Linked DNA regions of Mus musculus: region 2 is linked to region 1. Evidence: chromatin contacts called from public HiChIP or PLAC-seq data. All regions are on one chromosome and are shown on one strand. Each heading gives the region's core, a stretch centred on a gene start, on an enhancer-like site or on the middle of the called end of the contact. The rest is flanking DNA. Distances are from core to core; before and after follow the strand shown. Region 1 has its middle 57 kb from the start of Peli1. Region 2 overlaps Vps54 (VPS54 GARP complex subunit).

Evidence for each region. HiChIP or PLAC-seq counts read pairs in DNA pulled down with a chosen protein or histone mark.
Region 2: an H3K27ac HiChIP or PLAC-seq map of embryonic stem cells shows a contact between it and region 1, with 6 read pairs. The contact joins two enhancer-like sites. A contact is called at or near these places in 1 of 39 promoter capture datasets (cranial neural crest), 3 of 484 Hi-C or Micro-C datasets (the N1E-115 cell line, embryonic stem cells and nephron progenitors) and 3 of 115 datasets of contacts at active chromatin or transcription factors (bone marrow-derived macrophages, embryonic stem cells and microglia).

The regions. Positions count from the first base shown.
Region 1 is chr11:21,031,805-21,037,607 of GRCm38.p6, forward strand. No RefSeq gene overlaps it. Among named protein-coding and RNA genes, the nearest start is that of Peli1, 57 kb to the right of the region's middle. Within about 2 kb of position 2,422, at least 146 of the 459 cell types and tissues checked have an H3K27ac peak or open chromatin away from gene starts, as enhancers often do. A contact at or near this core is called in embryonic stem cells, where this site is marked.
Region 2 is chr11:21,253,126-21,259,157 of GRCm38.p6, forward strand. All of the region lies in intron 1 of Vps54 (VPS54 GARP complex subunit), which reads left to right. Among named protein-coding and RNA genes, the nearest start is that of Vps54, 17 kb to the left of the region's middle. Within about 2 kb of position 3,481, at least 8 of the 459 cell types and tissues checked have an H3K27ac peak or open chromatin away from gene starts, as enhancers often do. A contact at or near this core is called in embryonic stem cells, where this site is marked.

The DNA of each region.
Region 1 (5,803 bases), core at 1,172-3,671:
TTAAATAAAAGACTTACTCATCCCTAGTTCTATAACTAGAAATTAGACTAATATTTGAACCCTAGCCCTTAGACTAAGTAATGCAGGTCTATCACTGGGCAACCTCTCAGCAATCAGAGGAAGTGTGCAGTGGGTAAGGGAACCTTCTTGCAGCTGCTGCAGCCTTTGGGACTTCCCAGGACCATGTTCCTCACTTCCGTGGTGGCCTCCAGCACCCCAGATGCTGCTCACTCCTCTGGTGGAACTGAAAATACTCGCAGTACTTTGCAAAGGTCACCTGTTGTGAATAATCTATCCTCTTGAGGACCCAGACCACATGAGCACACAAGTACATGTGAGAGTGTACACATATACCTGTATACACATACATGCATGCATGCACACATGCATACACACAGGCATTAATTTGGCAGGTTTAAAGGCAATTAAGAGTCAGGAAAGTAGTTGAACTGTAGAATACAGTTTCCAGAAAATTAAGTAAACCTCCTCCACTCAGGGTCAGAGAAAGGCTGGACCTGCCCCCCAGGGAAGTAATTCTAAGGACCTTGATAAAATGAACAAAGCTAGGGTAGCAAGCAGGGTTAAATGGAAAAGTTCTCTAGGAGAAAGAACTAGTTAGGTGGTTTGACTGATGTAACTTGCATATGTTTATTCTCAGCACCTTCCGGGTCAGCAGGAGTTCCCCCGATGCAGTAAAGAGGACCTGCTGGCTACAGTGGCCATCAGTAAAGACCACCCATACTGCTTCAAAAAATATTTTTGGTTTTGAGGCTCTGCTCCTTCCCACCACTTTGTTCCCACCACTTTAAAGACCCATGAAAAAGCCCCAAATTTTGATACAAACTCATGGCTGAATGACTATGAATATGGACTTTGGGCATTCCACACACTTGGAGCGCTGTTTAAAACCAGCCAGGGTTTCTCTAGAGTGCTGAGTCCAGGCAATAACATCATCATCATCATCATCATATTCTCTCTCTCTCTCTCTCTCTCTCTCTCTCTCTCTCTCTCTCCCCCCTTACACTTTTCTAAAATCAGCAAGTGACTATATAATGGCTTACTATACTGGCTGGTTTTGTGTCTACTCCACACAGACAGAGTCATCAGAGAGGAAGGAGCCTCAGTTGAGGAAATCTCTCCATGAGACCCAGTTGTAAGGCATTTTCTAAATTAGTGATCAATGAGAAAGATGGGGGAGGCCCAAGGCCATGGTATGTAGTGCCAATTCTGTAAGAAAGCAGGCTGAGCAAACCATGGGAAGCAAACCAGTAAGCAGCACTCCTCCAAGGCCTCTGCATCAGCTCCTGCCTCCAGGATCCTGCCCTATTTCAGTTTCTGTTCTGACTTCCTTCAATAATGAACAGCAATATAGGAGTGTATGCCAAATAAACCCTTTTCTCCCCCTCCCCCAAATAATAAATAAATAAATAAATAAATACCAGCCAGGGAAAGGTAGCTGTCTGCTACCCCCCACCCCCACCCACCCCGCTGGTTAATTAGGTCTAATGAGGCCTACTTCTCCGGACTTTTACCAGAATCAAATGAGAAGGGAACGCAAACTCCCCGGCACCGTGCTTATCACACTTGGGCGCTCCGTGAGCGGCAGCGCCCTGTTATTAAGTGAAAGAGAAAGGGGCATTGAGGGTGTGGCATGTGCAGGGGCATGCGGTGCTTGCCTAGCCTTTGTGACGATCTGAGTTCCATCCCCAGCACTTTTTATTTTTAATTATGTGCATGTGGGTATGTGCACATATGTGCATGTTGTGCAGGCCAGAGGCCTCATTTGTTCCGAAGCTAGAGTCTCTACTGGGTGTGAGTAGATGCACTATGCAAATACTGGGACCCAAACTCCAATGCTCTCAGGCATCTCTCCAGCTCCTAGTGGTTTCTGTTAACAGAGGCATTTCAAGCTCCTTTAAATCAGGAGCGACAAATCTATGAAACAATCTTTTCTGTGGCACACGAATGACAAGCTATACTCCAAATACTTCTGTAATTTTCAGTGTTATCCACCCAAATCTCTCAGCAAGGTTCCCGGGGCCTGGCTTACAAATTCAATGTCACAGTGGCCCAGAACTAGGAGTAGGGAGGAGGTGTGCATCACTGTATTATAAACACGTTCGTTTTCCCTCTGCTGAGAGCAGAGACCGCTGGGAAACAGGAAGTCGTGGTGCGCCAAAAAGAAACCTCCCCAAATGGGAGATCAGCAGTAAATCTCTCCAGGCTACACTGTGGTCAGAAGGTGGGAAATTCCTCCACCTGCCCCCACAAACAGTCCCTCGGGAAAGCTTAGACAAGGTTAGTTTGGGAAATTCCCTCAGAGACAGAATGGAGAAGGAAAGCTGCTTGTGAAGAGAAAGCCAATTAGCAGCTGCTGGGGCCAGGGCGAGGGAGATGATGCTCCAAGGCAACCAATCCCTTACATCTCCAACCTGCTGGTTAACCCAAGGAATTAATGCCTGGGTCTCCTGGCTTGTGGCCTGTGGCCTGAGCCTGAGCCAGATTCACTTCCTGTTAGGCACTCCCGTGACCCCCCGCCCACACCCACTCCAGAGGAAAGCAGCCACAGTTGGACCTGTGAGTTTCCCCCGTTGTCCTGCTTAGCAAGCTCATCAGGTTTTACTGGGTTCTAATCTAAATGTGACCTCCTGGTCACATTCTTAACTGCAGTTAAGCTCCAAGGGGTAGAGAGGAATCCTTTCCACAGAGAAGAAGAAGAAGGGGGGGGGGAGGGGGAGACGACGGCGACTCACACGCAGATTTACAGATCTACGATTATGGAGGATTAAAATGATATATCCACAGATGAGTTGGCACAGAGAAACTGCAAAAATGCTTTGGGGGAAGGGTCCTGGCCAGAAATGCCTTTTCAACCCCCATCTACATATGCAAGACAGACACTTGCGCGGGTCAGGACTGCTTGCTGGGCCCATAAATCATGCCCATTTTGGATCATAAACCATGCTCCTATTTGATGTTTTGTTGTATGTGAAGGCTGAGAGCAGGGGAGGGTTGGGAGGTGGAGGTTGGGAGAAGTCGTTTTGTTCTTTGTTTTTGTTTTGATTGTTGGAGACAGGGTCTTGCTACATATCCCCCAGGCTGGCCTCGAACTCACTGTGCAACCCAGGCTGGCCTCAGATTCTTGTCAGGCCTCCCACCTCAGGCTCCAGGGTGCTGGAATTAAAACAGAATGTCACCAAAACTGGGCTTTCCTTTTCTGTGTGACTTAAATGGCTGTTTCAGCAAGATGACAAAAATGAGATTTTGGTAGAAGACAAATATAAACAGACTTCCTTATGGCAATTTAAACTTATCTTACTATATACTTATGCAAATAGATCTTAAACGTAGGAAAGAATGTCTTAAAGGAGACTAGTAAGAAAGTGTGCTCTATTGGAGCACATGCACCCTTTTTTGTTGTTGTTTTTTTTTTGTTTGTTTTGTTTTGTTTTGTTTTTTTGAGACAGGGTTTCTCTGTGTAGCCCTGGCTATCCTGGAACTCACTCTGTAGACCAGGCTGACCTCGAACTCAGAAATCTGCCTGCCTCTGCCTCCTGAGTGCTGGGATTAAAGGCATGCACTCCTTTTAAATAAGGGATTAAAGGATTAAAACCACACCCGGCTCAAATGCATCCTTTTATGTGACTATACCTAGCCATTCAGTAATTAGTGATGGTGGATTCTACTTCCAGTTTCACATGCCTTTAACACACACTGGGAAGACCACTATTTTGATGTTTTCAGACATTGTTCTCATTCTTCATTCACCTTAATGTCTTTATTTATTTCTTCCTTTTTTTTTTTTTTTTTTCTTTCTTCTCTTTGTAGCCCTGGCTATCCTGGAACTTGCTCTGTAGAACAATGCTGGCCTCTGGCCTCGAACTCAGAGATCCACATACCTCTGCCTCCTGAGTGCTGGGATTAAAAGTGTGTACCACTACTGCCTGGCTAATTTCTGAGTTTCTATTAGAACTGATTTTCCAAAAATTGAAAAGATTCTCAGATACCTAATTGTCCCTGATTAGAAAAGGCTGGAAGTTTCTAGTCTGTATCTTCCTTGTGATTTGAATAGTCTTTAAATGCAGCTGATATAACCAAGAAGAATTATGACGGTCAGACTCAACCTCCCATTCAGGCCCCTACTCCTAAACATTGTGCAAAGTCAATATATCCTCAAGGGATGCCATTTCTATTTCTTACCTGGAAGCCTCTGAGGTCTTCAATTTTCAACTCCTAACAAGAACACATAATATTTCTGACTTCAGGGGGACATATTTAAAATTTGTTTTCTGCAGTACTATAGTTATAGATGTAAAATTAATTAAATAATGATGTATATCAGAGGGAGGAAGCCTTTGGTGGGGACACAGATGCAATGGATTGGGTGTAAGCAGACTCCAACATGGATCTGGGAGGAGTAAACTAATAATAAAAGGAAAGCACGGGGCAACCTTGATCGGAACAAGTCATTTGCCTCTGCCCCTGGAAGTTTGTAGTGTTTTAAACAATTGTAAACATGCCAGTGTACATGGATACTGTTCCCATAGCAACATAGCAACAGTTAGGAGTTTCTCCAAACATACCAAAAAGGAAACTAAAAATAGCTCGCCTTCGACATCAAAATATGCACATATACATATTCAGCAGTGTACACAGAATGATGTGTTATTAGAAGTTCTGCAGACAGCAGCCTTTCACAAAGCATGCCACAGTTAGCTTTAAAGAAAAAAAAAAAACAAACAAAAAAACCAACCAACCAACCAAACAAACAAACAAAACCAAGGAGTCCTCACCCCAACCCACTGAGGAGCTATTGGTAAGTGATGGCTGCCAGGGACGAGGAAGAGTCAGTTTTCTTCAAGTGCAGCCCTTGATAGGCTGCCTGTGTCCCCGTGGGTGGCCTGCATCCCTGCACACACTGCCACTGTGGAGACTCAGTCAAGAAAGAGTGCACAGCACTGGGAAGAAAAAGGGCTTTGGGCCATGAGAGGAGTTGGACTTGATTTGGTAAAAACAATGACGTTCTCACTACAATAAGTTTTCAAGAGAAAACAATTAGTTCTTTCAGAAATGGGGTAGAGAGTGGGGTGTGGTGGCTCCTTCCATGACCCCAGCCTTTAAGAAAGAGTGATAGATGGATTGTTGAGACCATCAAGGCCTACAAAGTGAGACTTGTCTAATGGAACAAAACCCGAGTCTGGAAAGGTGGCTCAGCAGCTAAGAGTTCAGATTGCTCTTCTAGAGGACCTAAGTTCAGTTCCCAACACCCGTATCAGTTCGTTCACAACCACACAACACTCCAGGGTTCCCGTGGCCTTTACCTTCCGAAGGCATCTACACTCACACAAACCCACACAGAGCCATATATACACAACTAAAAAAATAATAACAAAAATTTAATTTAAAGAAAGCAAAGGGAGGCTAGAGGTGTAGCTTTGTTGGAGTGCTTGCATAATGGGAACAAAGTCTTAGGCTCTAACTCCTGTACCACAAAAAACTGGATGCAAGAGTCTGGCCTGGAACTTAGAAAAATCCACCTGCCTTGCTTCCCAGAGTGCTGGGATTAATGTTATACACCTCTGTGCCCAATTCATGCCTTATTCTGAGGCCCACTGAGTTAGGGTTGTCTGCACGAGCATAGACAGGATATTACTGAAACATGGGTGACTTACCAGAGATTGTGGCAATAAAGAAAATTACTCACCTTTCCCAAAGCAATCATTAACTGCCAAGAGTCTCCAGGTAGGGGTGGGGCCTTCCGAGCCCCTGTAACCATCCATGAGGTCCAAATAGGTTCAGGCAA
Region 2 (6,032 bases), core at 2,231-4,730, 220 kb after region 1:
CCAGACTTCTTTATTGAGTGTTGTCTAGCTCAAGGAATATTTCTATTTAATGAAAGAAAAGAAGAACCGGCATTCCAGAGGCAGAGGCAGAGACAGAGGGGCAGAGGCAGGGAGGGAGGAGGGAGGCAGGGGGTAGGGAGACAGGGTGGGAGGGAGGCAAAGAGGCAGAGGCAGAGAGGCAGAGGCAGGCTGATTTGTGAGTTTGAGGTCAGCCTGGTCCAGAGTGAGTTTTAGTATAGCCAGGGCTACACAGAAAAACCTTGTCTCAGAAAAATTAACCCTCACTAACATTTGTCATAAGAATCAACAATGGTGTCCATCACTGAGCTCCTCCTCATAGAGTGAATGGTTGAGTGAATTAAGAAATCATTTTATTAAATGGCAGCATGAATTGAAACTATACAGACCTAGCTCTATTCGTAGTATGAGTGCTTTGGTAACCACAATTAAAACTTCTTTAAAGAATTGTCAAGCTTCACTTTACTGTGTGATTTTTGTTTGTTTGTTAGAAGGAACAAAAAGGCCTAAATTTGCTTATGATGCATGACTGATGGAAATATTTAGCAAAGCAGATAGTTTAACAGTGTGCTTTGTTTCTTCTAAGTATTTTCTTTGTGTGTATGTGTGTGTGTATACACATAAAGATACATATGTATGTGTGGGTGTACATGTATGCACATGCATGTGTAATCAAGAGGGAACAGCCTTCGGTGTTGTTCCTCTGGTACCATCAACCTTCTAGAATTTGGGACAGTGTCTCTTACTGGTCTGGAACTCAGTAGGCTAGGCTGGCTGACTGTTATACTATAGTTATAGTTATACTATAGATAATTAGATAGATATAGATAAAAATTAGTTATACTATAGATAATCATTTCTTTTTAATTAAGTGTTTGACTATTGGAAATTTTTACTTTAAAAAATTCTAGGGAATATATATATATATATACACACACATACATATATATATGTATATACATATATATGTGTGTATATATTATTAGAGATTGAACCCAAGGCCTCTGTGTATACCAGGCAAGAAGTATACCACTTAATCATGTCCTCATGGGCTGGTTAGTTTTCTGTCTGCTTGACACAAGCTAGGATCATCTGGGAAGAGGAAACATCAATTAGAAAATACTCCTATCAGATTGGCCTGTAGGCAAGCCTGTGGATCATTTTCCTGATTAATGTGAGAGGGACCAGCCCACTGTGGACCATGCTAACCCTGGGCTGCATAAGAAAGCTAGGAACTGATCAAGCCTTAGGGACAAACCAGGATCTCCGTACCAGTTTCTTCCTCAGGCTCCCCCATTGATGGACTGTGTATGGTTGACGTATTAGCTAGCTAGATAAGCCCTTTCCTCCCCAAGTTGCTTTTGGTCACAGTTCTTATCACAGCATAGAAAGCAAATTGGAATACCCCTTCCACCACCTCTTTTTTTTATTTTTGGGCAAGATCTGGTTTTGAACTCTATAATGTAGGTGGGTTTGAAATCACACTATTAACAAGATGATTGAAGTTGCAGTTTTCTTGTCTTAGCCTGTCTAGTGTATAAACTGAGGATATTACCACCTCAAGTTATGGTTGAAGGAGAGACTGAGGAGGAGAAAGAGACAACTAAGAGAGATGGGCGAGAGAAAGGGGACCAAAAGAGTGCATAGCTGAAAGAAATAGTAGAGTTTAAGGGAATGAATGAGAAGCTCAGGGGAGGAGATCCCATGAGCTGAAGTTAATAAGGTAGACTCAGGGTGCCAGTATGCATGGACTCAATCTGTAACACGTACTTGTTTTTGTTTTTGTATTTTTCTTTCTTTGTTTTTTTTTTTTTTCTAAGTTTTTTTTTTATTATTATTTTTATTTTTGAGTACACTGTAGCTATCTTCAGACACACCAGAAGAGGGCATCAGATCCCATTACCAATGGCTGTGAGCCACCATGTAGTTGGTGGGAATTGAACTCAGAACCTCTGAAAGAGCACTCAGTGCTCTTAACCACTGAGCCATCTCTCCAGCCTTGTAGCAGGTTCTTGTGATACTGAGGAAGCCTGGAGGCCAGCATGTGCTTTGGTGTGCTAACAGGCACCACAGATAGCTGATGGTCCTGGGTTTGTTTTGGACCTGACACCTAGGAACTGAGATGATAGGCTAATGCTGGAATTATTTTTAATTATAGTCTCAAATGTATGTATATTTGTTTTCTTTGGATGTGTAATTTAGAAATGAAATTTAAAGTAACCTTTGATGGGAGAAAGGGGAGAAGATGATATGAATATTTTAGAAGGGCACAGTACAGCCTTCGCACATCTTAAAGGACAGGTAGACCACCTTTTCTGAAAGAGTGTATCTATGGGAAATAAAGAGTAAGATGATCAACAAGGGAAGGTAAGTCAACATTAGATTGTAAGAGTCTGGAGTACTACTTAATGAAACTTGAGATTAGTTTGGGAAGTAATAATTTTTAAAAGTTTTTGAGCTGAAGTATAACAACAGGAAGTATAAGTATAATTTAGTGGATTAATTCTAAAATTCTATATATAGTAGTTTAGACTGGAAGCAGAGGGACCAGTTAGAAGTCTGTAGAATGACATAGGACAGGCAATTTTAGATTGTACACTAAGGTATCACATGTGTTGAGTAGGAGAAAAGAAATTAAATTAGTATATTTGGCTAATGCTAAGCATAAAGAAATTTCTGATATTTTCAATACTATTAATACAATTAAGAAAATTAATGATTTCAAAATACCACTAAGTATCTAATTCATATTAAAAGTTTCAGGTATATTGCCTTTTTTTTTTTTTTTATATAGCAGGATTTAGTCAAGTATGACTGCCTTTAGGGATGGAGAATAAACTAGAAAAAAGTATGATGACACATATGTATGAAAGTGCCATAATGAAGCCCATTATTTTGTATGGCAACTTAAAAAATTAATAGTATGTAGCTGTATTTAAGCTACTTTAGTAAGATGTGTTGTGTAGATTCAAAATATTAAACAAGAATAATAAAGTGGACCTTTTTATTGATTTATGTGTAATCTTAAGGATAATTTAGAGTTGAGTATAAATATTTTTATAATGTCTTCTCTAGGCAGTATCTATCACAGTGTAGAAGTAAGCACATAACTTTTACATCCAATCTAGGTAATGTTTGTAATAAATCCTAAGTGTAGAGAATGGCAATTGAAACTAGAATTTAGGGAATTCCATTTCTGTATATGGTACAATTTTTGTGCAACATTGTAGTGGTGAGTTTGGGTCACACTACTTTGGCTCCTGGCAGGTCGCACACGTGCACACACCCTATCTTTATTCCTGAATGGAAGATAGACAGACAGACAGACAGACAGACTGACATACATACACACAGACACACACCAGTTAATTTTAAAATGCCTTGGCTACCTCAAAGACTGGGCACTCCTAAACCTTCCTTTGTTTTACCCCAGGCACAATTGAGGAAGTGGCCAGTGACCACCCACCCAAATTCTCACATGACTGGTTGGCTTTCTCTCCTGCAGCTCTTGTGTCCCATCTTTCTCCCTTGAGTCATGGCAATGTTCTTTCTCCTTTTTCCCAGTTCCTAGCCCATGCAAATCTTCGCCCAGCCATTGGCCGCTGGCATTTTTTTTTTTAAAGATTTATTTATTTCATGTATGCGAGTACACTGTCGCTGTTTTCAGACACACCAGAAGAGGGCATTGGATCCCCATTACAGATGGTCATGAGCTACCATGTGGGTTCTTAGAATTGAACTCATGACCTCTGGAAGAGCAATCAGTGCTCTTAACCAGCCATCTCTCCAGCCCAGGTGCTGGCATCTTTATTGATTGATCAAAAGCCAATTGAGGACAAGGGCCTTCAGGGTTTGGTCTGATTAAATCAAAGCATTAGAACCAATCCCCACCCCAACGTGAACTGAAACTGTTTGATAAGTTTTTTCCATATTTGAAGTTATGCAGTAATGTCATCTTGAGGTACATTAAGTAGTGTTTACAAATTGAGTAGTTTTTTTCTGCATACTTACATTTTGTACTAGTATTTTACAAATATGTAATTTCCTTTCCTTAAACTTTTACTTTGAAAATCATATGGAAAAACAAAAGAATGTTCAATACTCAATATATTTTACCTTGTTTTTATATTTTGTCAGATTTGTTTTATGTGAATTCTTTGCTTAATCACGTAAAAGGAAGTTACAGGTAGTGAGATATATCACTTGTAAATACTTTTCTTATTTTAATGCTAAGCATAAAGATATTTACGGTATGTTTTGTACTTTTGTTGTTTTAAATGTATATGATTACTCTGTCACTATCTTTAGACACCCTGGAAGAGGGCATCCCATTATGGATGGTTGTGAGACACTATGTGTTTGACTGGGAATTGAACTCACAACCTCTTAATCACTCATCTATCTCTCCAGCCTTTTTTTTTTTCCCAATACTGTTAATATAACTAAGAAAATTAATGATTTCAAAATACATTTTATAGCCAATTCATATTAAAAGTTCCAAGAGTTTCTCAAAGCCATTTTATAAAAAACAGGATTCAATAAAGTATAACTGCTTTTTAGTTGTTGGCACTTTACTAATTTAGTCCAGAATGACTTATTAAAATCAATAAGTAACCAGATTAGTTTTCTTATAGCCTTATGGTTTTGATTTGGTTGTTTCCTCCTTAAAGGCTTAAATTGTAATCTCCTGTTTTCTGTTATTATTATTATTTTTTTCTGTAAACTGAAAGCTAGGCCTTTAGCAAATAGGTCAGTAATGATGCCTTTAAAGACTCCAATGTCTGTGTATTTTCTTAGCAGCATTGCTACGCTCTCTGGTCGAGTCAACTGGACAAGCCGAAAGGCTTAAAAGTCACTCATGAGGCAAAAGAGTTTCAAGGAAGCTCTCCTCCTGGAGGCTAGTGTTCTCTACCCATACATTAATTTTTCATTCCCGAGTTCCAGTACCACGCTAGTCTAGAGTATGGATCCACGTGCTCTCTTTCAGTATCTTCCTATAAGTGCTCTGACATGGCTAAAGCCTTCCGCCAGTGTTCCAACAGTCCAAGGGCATCCTTGACCAAGATCAAGGGTTTAGAATTCAGCAAGATTGTAAAAGCTAAGTCACTCCCTTACACAGGAATTTACCATCACTTAGGAAGAAGGAAGTTTCAGACCAAAGGAGAAACCAGAATAGATACTATAGCAGAGTTACACCCATACACATATTTACAATGGCCTAAGGGGAAGGTGGACTATACAAGAGACTAAAATAGGAACTGTGGCAAGGACGCGAAGCCCTTGACCCTGGCTTCTAAGATTAGTGAATTTTAGGTGGAGCCCTTGTTGATCCCAGCTGTTATCAATGTATTCTATCCTGGGTGGTTCCCGTTAGACCTTTTGTGTTTGCATTCCTCTGTTTTATGTAAGATTCCAGTTACCTCAATTGTACCTTGCGAATATGTCACCCAACTTCCTTATTGTCCTCTGCATAAAAAGTCTGATGCTCGAGTTGTAAAATTACATTCAGATTCCACACAAACTCTCCTGCGTGTGTCTGTCTGTCATCATCCACGCTTTGCCCACCCGCGTCGAGAGACCCCGTTCCACGCAGACATAGGGACCCAAAAGGTCTGCGGCACAGCATCTCCCCCATTCTCTTGCGTGTGCTGTGTAGACTAGGTTAGCCTTGAACTCACAGAGATGAAAGGTGTGCTCCCCAATGTATTTTTTACACTAGATAAGATGCTTGATTGGTTGTTTCCTGTACAAAAAATGGTGAAAGAGATTTTTCTGGTAACCCTGAAAAATAACAGTTTTTACCAAACTGTAAAGAAGTCCAAGTGGATGAGCCTGTTTGCTGTGGGTTCTAGCTTTGTATCTTTGTTTCTTATTTATAACTCTTTTAAAAAGAGAATTGGTGCCGGGCGTGGTGGCACACGCCTTTAATCCCAGCACTCGGGAGGCAGGGGCGGGCAGATTTCTGAGTTGGAGGCCAGCCTGGTCTACAAAGTGAGTTCCAGGACATCTAGGAC